Regions from separate parts of the Oryctolagus cuniculus genome. Here region 2 is linked to region 1. Evidence: chromatin contacts called from public Hi-C data. All regions are on one chromosome and are shown on one strand. The core of a region is the stretch at or near the end of the contact, and the rest is flanking DNA. Distances in the headings are between cores, read along the strand shown.

Evidence for each region. A called contact is a pair of places that touch in the nucleus more often than the background predicts.
Region 2: a Hi-C map of psoas muscle shows a contact between it and region 1, with 5 times the contacts expected there. The contact joins the promoter of TCF12 here to the enhancer-like site in region 1. A contact is called at or near these places in 3 of 6 Hi-C or Micro-C datasets (embryonic fibroblasts, psoas muscle and skin fibroblasts).

What each region holds. Positions count from the first base shown.
Region 1 is chr12:79,574,471-79,577,673 of mOryCun1.1, forward strand. No RefSeq gene overlaps it. Among named protein-coding and RNA genes, the nearest start is that of ZNF280D, 100 kb to the left of the region's middle. Within about 2 kb of position 1,656, at least 2 of the 8 cell types and tissues checked have an H3K27ac peak or open chromatin away from gene starts, as enhancers often do.
Region 2 is chr12:79,684,824-79,688,026 of mOryCun1.1, forward strand. It overlaps TCF12 (transcription factor 12), which reads left to right and starts at 1,616. Exons shown (of 21, transcript XM_070054251.1): 1 at 1,616-1,755; 2 at 2,725-2,821.

The sequences.
Region 1 (3,203 bases), core at 406-2,905:
ATGACCCCTTTATGTGAATTCTCTTTAGTTTCTTTAAATAAAAGATTAAGTCTTTCCATTTCTCTATCTCCTTCAAGTGTATGGGATCTGTAAAAGTTTAAATGACTCGAGCCAGCAGAGATTGTACTATCTGGATCCTATGGGTCAATGGCGGAGGTTTGATTTTCTGGTCCCTGGGCTGGTGACCTATGAAGTATGGTTTTTTTCTGGTCTGGCCTTTTGACACAAAGTCATTATCTCTGGAATTTGTTGTTCTGGTCATCTGAAAATTTCTTACTCAGCTACATCTTTGTTTTGACCAGAACCCTCTGATATACCCTGTGCTCTCAAAATCTCTGTGTCTCATCAGAACATGTGAGACTTGCTAGAACTCCTATACAACACCAAGGTCACAGGACCCAGGAGTGATGGCTCAAGTTCATCCATCAACCTTCCTCCCACCTCCACCTCCTCACCACCACTCCTTGCCAGGACTCTGGCCTCTGACCTTCATGCCTCCTGTTTACCTTCCTTATTTCTTTGGTAATCCCTGGAACTGGAAAGAGCAGTCTTTAGACGAGTCATTCATCCATGTAATCTCTCCCTTGTAGGCTAGCACCACAAGCCTCATGACCTAGCTTTCATGAATGGAAAGGATATTTTCTCTACACTTAAGAAAAAATACTATGATTCGAGTCCTCCCTCTACCCCTATTAGGTTGATGTGCCTTAAATCTGAATTTAGAAAATCCTTTCTCTATAAAACATAGCTGCTTTGCTGTGGAACAAGTGAAAAAATGTAATCAAAGCACAAAGATCAGAAATTACTTTGTTGTTCTAGAGCTATGCTGTCAGACATGGTAGCTACTAGCCCCATGTAGTTATTTAACCATAACCTTAAAATAATTAAAATAAATTAAAAATTAATATTAGCCACAAAACAAGTTTTCAGTAGCTGTCAGTAGTGGCTGCCATGTTGCACAACAAAGGTGTAGAACATTAATGTCATCACAAAAATTTACATTGAGCAACTATTCTAGAGGATGTCTACCCTTCTCTCTTTTTCTTGAAGCACCAAAAAAGTTTATTTAGAGGGTTGGGAAGCTTTCCATAAGAATACGTTCTTCAGGATGTGGTACTGCATCTGAAAATATATTTTTAAACAATTACTCGATGTTGTGGTTGTTCTGGACTCCCAAGAAGCCAGATTAGTCAATAAGCCTCACCCACTTCCCCAAATGCCAGTGATGTTCTCTATTTCTCCTAAGGAGAAGCTACAGAATTTATGGAGAACAGTGCAAAATTTTATTCAAAAAGTATTTAAAATTTCAAGACAGCAATAGCATAGCATGAATCAAGTACAGGATCTTCTGAGTGCAGGTCCCAATGTGACTGCATACATCTCACACCTATATAACTGGCCTTGTTGTAAGATAATCACACCCAAAAGAGAAATCAAGTCAGCTCTGCGGGCTTAGTGGGGAATTTACTCAGGAGCAGCAATGCCAGAGCCCACAGCTGCACTAGTGCTGGCCAAGCTCAGATGTTAACTCAGACAGCTGCCCAAGGAATGCCTGTGGCTAGAGGGAGCTGCCTCGCCAAAAAGCAGCAACAGGGAATAAGGGCCCCAACATGATGTATTGGAAAGCCTACAGCTGGAAGGTCTGGGCATGTCCGCCGCTTCCAGTTGCGTATGTCTCCATCAGAGCCAGAGGGATGTCCTGCCAGAAAGGCTGAGACCTGTCATGGCTTTCATTTTAGAAACTGTTGGGGGACAGGGAAAGGCAACACATCCAGGAGTTTCAGCCAGGGGAATCTCGTCCAGCTTCTTACCTGGACTCCGGACACGAGTGAAGCAGGTTGTCCAGGAGCCTGCACACAGGGGAGGGCTTAACTGCCTCCATCAGGGAGACAAGGGAGTTTGAGGAAAGGCTAGAACAACAGGCACTCAGCACTTCAGAATGAATCATCAATTCAGAGGAGCAACGCGGAGAAAAAGAACCTGTTTGTAAGGCAACTAAACAAAAACTTAGGAGACCAGACAAAAACAGAAAGATCTGAGGTGGAAGGTGAGACTTGGAACTTGTAAACATTCTGTAAGATAAGTAAATTAACGCCCACCGCTTTTTAGAATGTAGCAGATTGGTACTTACACACAGAAATGCTGGTAAAATACAATAAAATTATTTTTAAATGAATAACTGAGTACAAAAGAAAGAAAGATAGGGGCCGGCGCTATATTGCATCAGGTTAAAGCCCCTGCCAGCAGTGCCGGCATCCTGTATGGGCCCCAGTTCAAGTCTCGGCTGTTGCTCTTCTGATCCAGCTCTCTGCTATGGCCTGGGAAAGCAGTGGAAGATGGCCCAAGTGCTTGGGCACCTGCACCCATGTGTGAGACCTGGAAGAAGCTCCTGACTTCGGATAGGCGCAGCTCCAGGCATTTTGGTCAATTGGGCAGTTAACCAGCAAATGGAAGTCTCCCTCTCCCTCTCCCTCTCCCTCTCCCTCTCCCTCTCCCTCTCCCTCTCCCTCTCCCTCTCTCTGCCTCTCCTTCTCTCTCCCTCTCCTTCTCTCTGTGTGTAACTTGGACTTTCTAATAAATAAATTTTTAAAAACAAAACAAAAGAAAGATAGTCCGGGGCAATTGTTGCCCACATCTCATATCGAAGTACCTGGGTTTGAGCCCTGGCTACATTCTTGAATCCAGCTTCCTGCTAATGCACACCCTGGGAGTTAGCAGATGATAGTTCAAGTACTCGGGACCCTGACACCCATATCCGAGACCTGGATTAAATTCTTGGCTCCCAGCTTCAGCTTGGCCCAGCACTGGCTATTGCAGGTACTTGGGGGAGTAAACCAGTGCTCTTTCTTTGTGTATCTTTCTCTGTGTGTGTGTGTCAAATAAATAAATGATTTTTAAAGGGTTTTAGAATAAAGAGAGAAAATAAAGCCACAGTGGATTTAGTCTGAGTTGACCCCCTGATTCATCTAATGATCAAAGTGGTTTTTGTTCAAGGTTTTCTTCAGGAGTCCTTGTCTATGGCAATGATCCCTGACTTTGGGCAAATACAGTCTGGCCCTGAACCCAGCCCAGGCCCCGGCCACCTTCGGTTGTTCACATTCAGACATTGCATAAGGAAACTCCCTGAGCTTCCTGAGTTACAGATTTTGGGATCTAAGGGATGTCTTGGGAGGAGAACATTTGAAGAGGTACCTCTGTATAAA
Region 2 (3,203 bases), core at 366-2,865, 110 kb after region 1:
CCAGGGCAGGAATCCCAGTCGCACAGGATGCCGGCATTGCAGGCAGCGGCTTTATCTGCTTTATTTTAATCTGGCTAGACCGTGTGTGTGTAAGACGGTTCCCCATAGTCCAGGAACTCCTTGTTTTTGAGTACAACGCATACAGAAGAGTTCGAAGCTCTCTCCAAACATGAAAGAAAACATTTCCCAAAGACTCTACCAAATTACCTCTCTCATTGAACCAAAGCGTGTCATGACAATTGCAACCAATAACTGTGACAAACAATAGTACGGTGCTAATTTATTTAGATTGGAACCACATGCTCCACTATATGTCCAGGGAAGGGATGGACTAGGATAAGGGGTGTTTACCGAGATAAGGGGGGGAGGCCAGGCTACCGCAGTATCTGACATAAAGCCAGGCGTAGGTAGCCATTAGAACCCCAGGCACCCTCCCACCCCCAAACTACAGCCGCCTTCTCCCGCTGGACAGCTCCAGTGCTAACAAGCACCGTAGGGGCGTATTTGTAGGCGAATCTACCTCCCTGTGTCCATCCAAGTCCAGGATCCAAAGGCTCCTCGCCACGTTGTTGCCTCCAGGCGTTGGCTGCCTCTTCACCGCGTTAGTTTGAACGTCTTCTTTCTTCAGTGTTTTCTGCCTGGATCTTAGCGGTTTTTTTTCTTTCTTTTTTTTTTTTTTCTGCACTCACCGACCCAAAAGAATGAGAACCCTAACTGCCATTCAAGAGGCTCAGCTGTCTTCTTTGCTACTCTGGGGCTTCTCCAGGCCAAGTTCAGAACTCGCGCACCGAGGCTGGCTGCGCGACAGGAAGCTTCCTGCGCCGTCTCTGTGAAACGAAGGGACCGGCCTGATCCACTTCCAGGGACTCGTCCCGCGGTGGGAGAAGGGGGCTGCGGACGCAGGGGCTCGGTGGTGAACAGAGGGTCTGAAAACCCGAAACCACACGCTTTGTTGTGGTTCGAGGAGGGGAGCTGCCTTTGCTCCTGCGTTCGGCTCGGCAGCGAGTCTGACCACCATCACCTACTCCAAGAGCAGCTGAGGTGGCGCTCCGGGGTCGAAGCCTCCGGGCCCAGCTGACGGCGGCGTCCGGGAACGGCCGTCTTCGGTGCCCTGCGGCCTCCGACTCCGTCGCTTCGCTTCGGGGCCCAAGTCCCGGCGAGACGAGCCCGAGGAGGCGCCGCGGTGCCCGCCTTGGCGCTCCCGGGGGAGGGGGGCCCAGGCGAAGCGTCCTAGGCGGGCAAGGCGGCCCTGCTTCCCCGCGGTGCCTGCGCGCGCCTCCCACCCCTCTCCGCCCGCCCGCCCGCCCGCACTCCGGCCCGCCTCCCCAGACCGCGGGCTTTGTCCACCGGCCGCGCCGCGGCCCCTCCCCGTTCCCGCCGGCTCCTCCCCGCCCCCTCTGCCAGCCCCACTTCCTCGGCGCAGGCGGCGGGAGCGGGCCGGGGACGAAGGGGTTAACTCGGGGCTCTTCCCGGCGCGGAGGGATCCGGAGGCGAGCCGAGCGCGGTGCTGAGGCCGCCTCAGCGAAAAAAATGTCCGCCTGAGGAGACCCACAAGTTCTATTCGGGGGGACCGCCAGCCCGCCCCGGGAGGAAGGGGCGGCCAGGCCCGAGAGCCGCCTCCCCCGTCCGGACCCGAGAGCTCGCGCGGGGCAAAGTGAACTGAGCTGCCGGGCAGTGCAAGAGGAAGCCCGAACCCGCTCTCCCGGCCAAAGTGAACTTTAATCGGGGTGGTTGGATGCGGAGACGGGGCGGCAGGTAATTGCGGGCTGGAGAGCGGGAGGGGGACGGTGTGACGGGGCCGGGGGTGCGGGGCGCCGTCGCCGCGTCCCTGGCGGAGCTGGGGGCGCCCCGGGCCCGCGCCTGAACTCCGCGCCCCTTTGTACAGCGCCGAACCCAGGGTCCTCTCCAAGTTGGGGAGCGGAATGGGGCGGAGGCGCGAGTCGCGGGCCGCCAGGCCCGCGGGCTGCGCGCTCGGCCTGCGCGCCCCGCTGGGCGCACGGCTCGGGCCGGGGCTCCTGCTCCGGGGTGCGCGGCGGAGCGGGCGGCTTCAGCCGCGGAGCCAGGCTCATTGTTCGGCAGGTCCGAGGCAGGGCAGCAAAAGTGGGAGGAGGCCGAGCCGGGGGAGGAGGACGCCAGGCGAGAGCTACACTAGTTGTGGACGTTTCTGTTTTCTTTTTTCAAACGCTCCCCGACGCTCCGGGGGTGCTTTCCGACCCCTCGGGCCGCCGGGGGACGTCCGGGCGGCGGCGGCCGTAGACGCGGGCCTGCGAGCGGCGCGTTCCCCTGCAACTTGTCAGTTCTATTGTTGCCGAGCGAGTGAGTCACTTCGCATCTCCCCTCGCCGGACGCCGATTTGCCCCTCACCCCGCCCCGGGAGACCCCCCCGCCCGGCCCAGGCCCGGTGCGCCGAGCACCCGGCGGCGGCGCGGGGCCGGGGGCGCCGGGGCGGGGGCAGGGACGGGCTTGGAAACTTGCGGGAGAGCGGCGAGTTGCGGGAGCCGCCGCGTAGCTCTCGGGCCGCGCGGAGGAACGCGTGGATTCGGAGACCCGGCGCGGGCGCCGAGCCCTCCCGCCCCCCGCTCGCGCGGCGGTGGGAACGAGTGGGGTTATTGGAAGTCAGCCCGACGCCCCCGGTGCTGCTCCTCCCCCACTCCGCCTCCCGCCACCCCCTCACAGCCTCTGGGCCTCGGTGGTCCCTCGCTGAGCCTGTTTCCTCTGCCTTAGGACCTGCTAGAAGTGGCCGAAGATGAATCCCCAGCAACAGCGCATGGCCGCTATAGGGACCGACAAGGAGCTGAGCGACCTGCTGGACTTCAGTGCGGTACGAGAGCTCGCCACGGCATCTCGGGGTTCTGCTGGGGTTTACCGGGAAAGAAAGGCAGAGGGGGGAAGCGACCTGGAGACCGGACTGCGGGGCCGCTCCGTCTACCCTGGAGTAGTGGTTCTCAGGGCTGGAGTCCAGCTCCCCCAAGTTGGACACCTGAACTTTGATGTAATGTCTAGACTTGCAGATTTCAAACTTTAGTGCCAGAGGGGTCATTTGATTTAACCGGGTAGAAGGAGAACAATGTGATCGTGAGCTTCGGTTGAGTCACCCTTTGACCCTGATGTTGGGTAGAAATTTCGGATTTTATAGGGGAAAAAAAAAGAGGGAAAAAATTCACCCCCAACTCTCTGCGAGTTCCCTCCCGAAGATCTGGTGT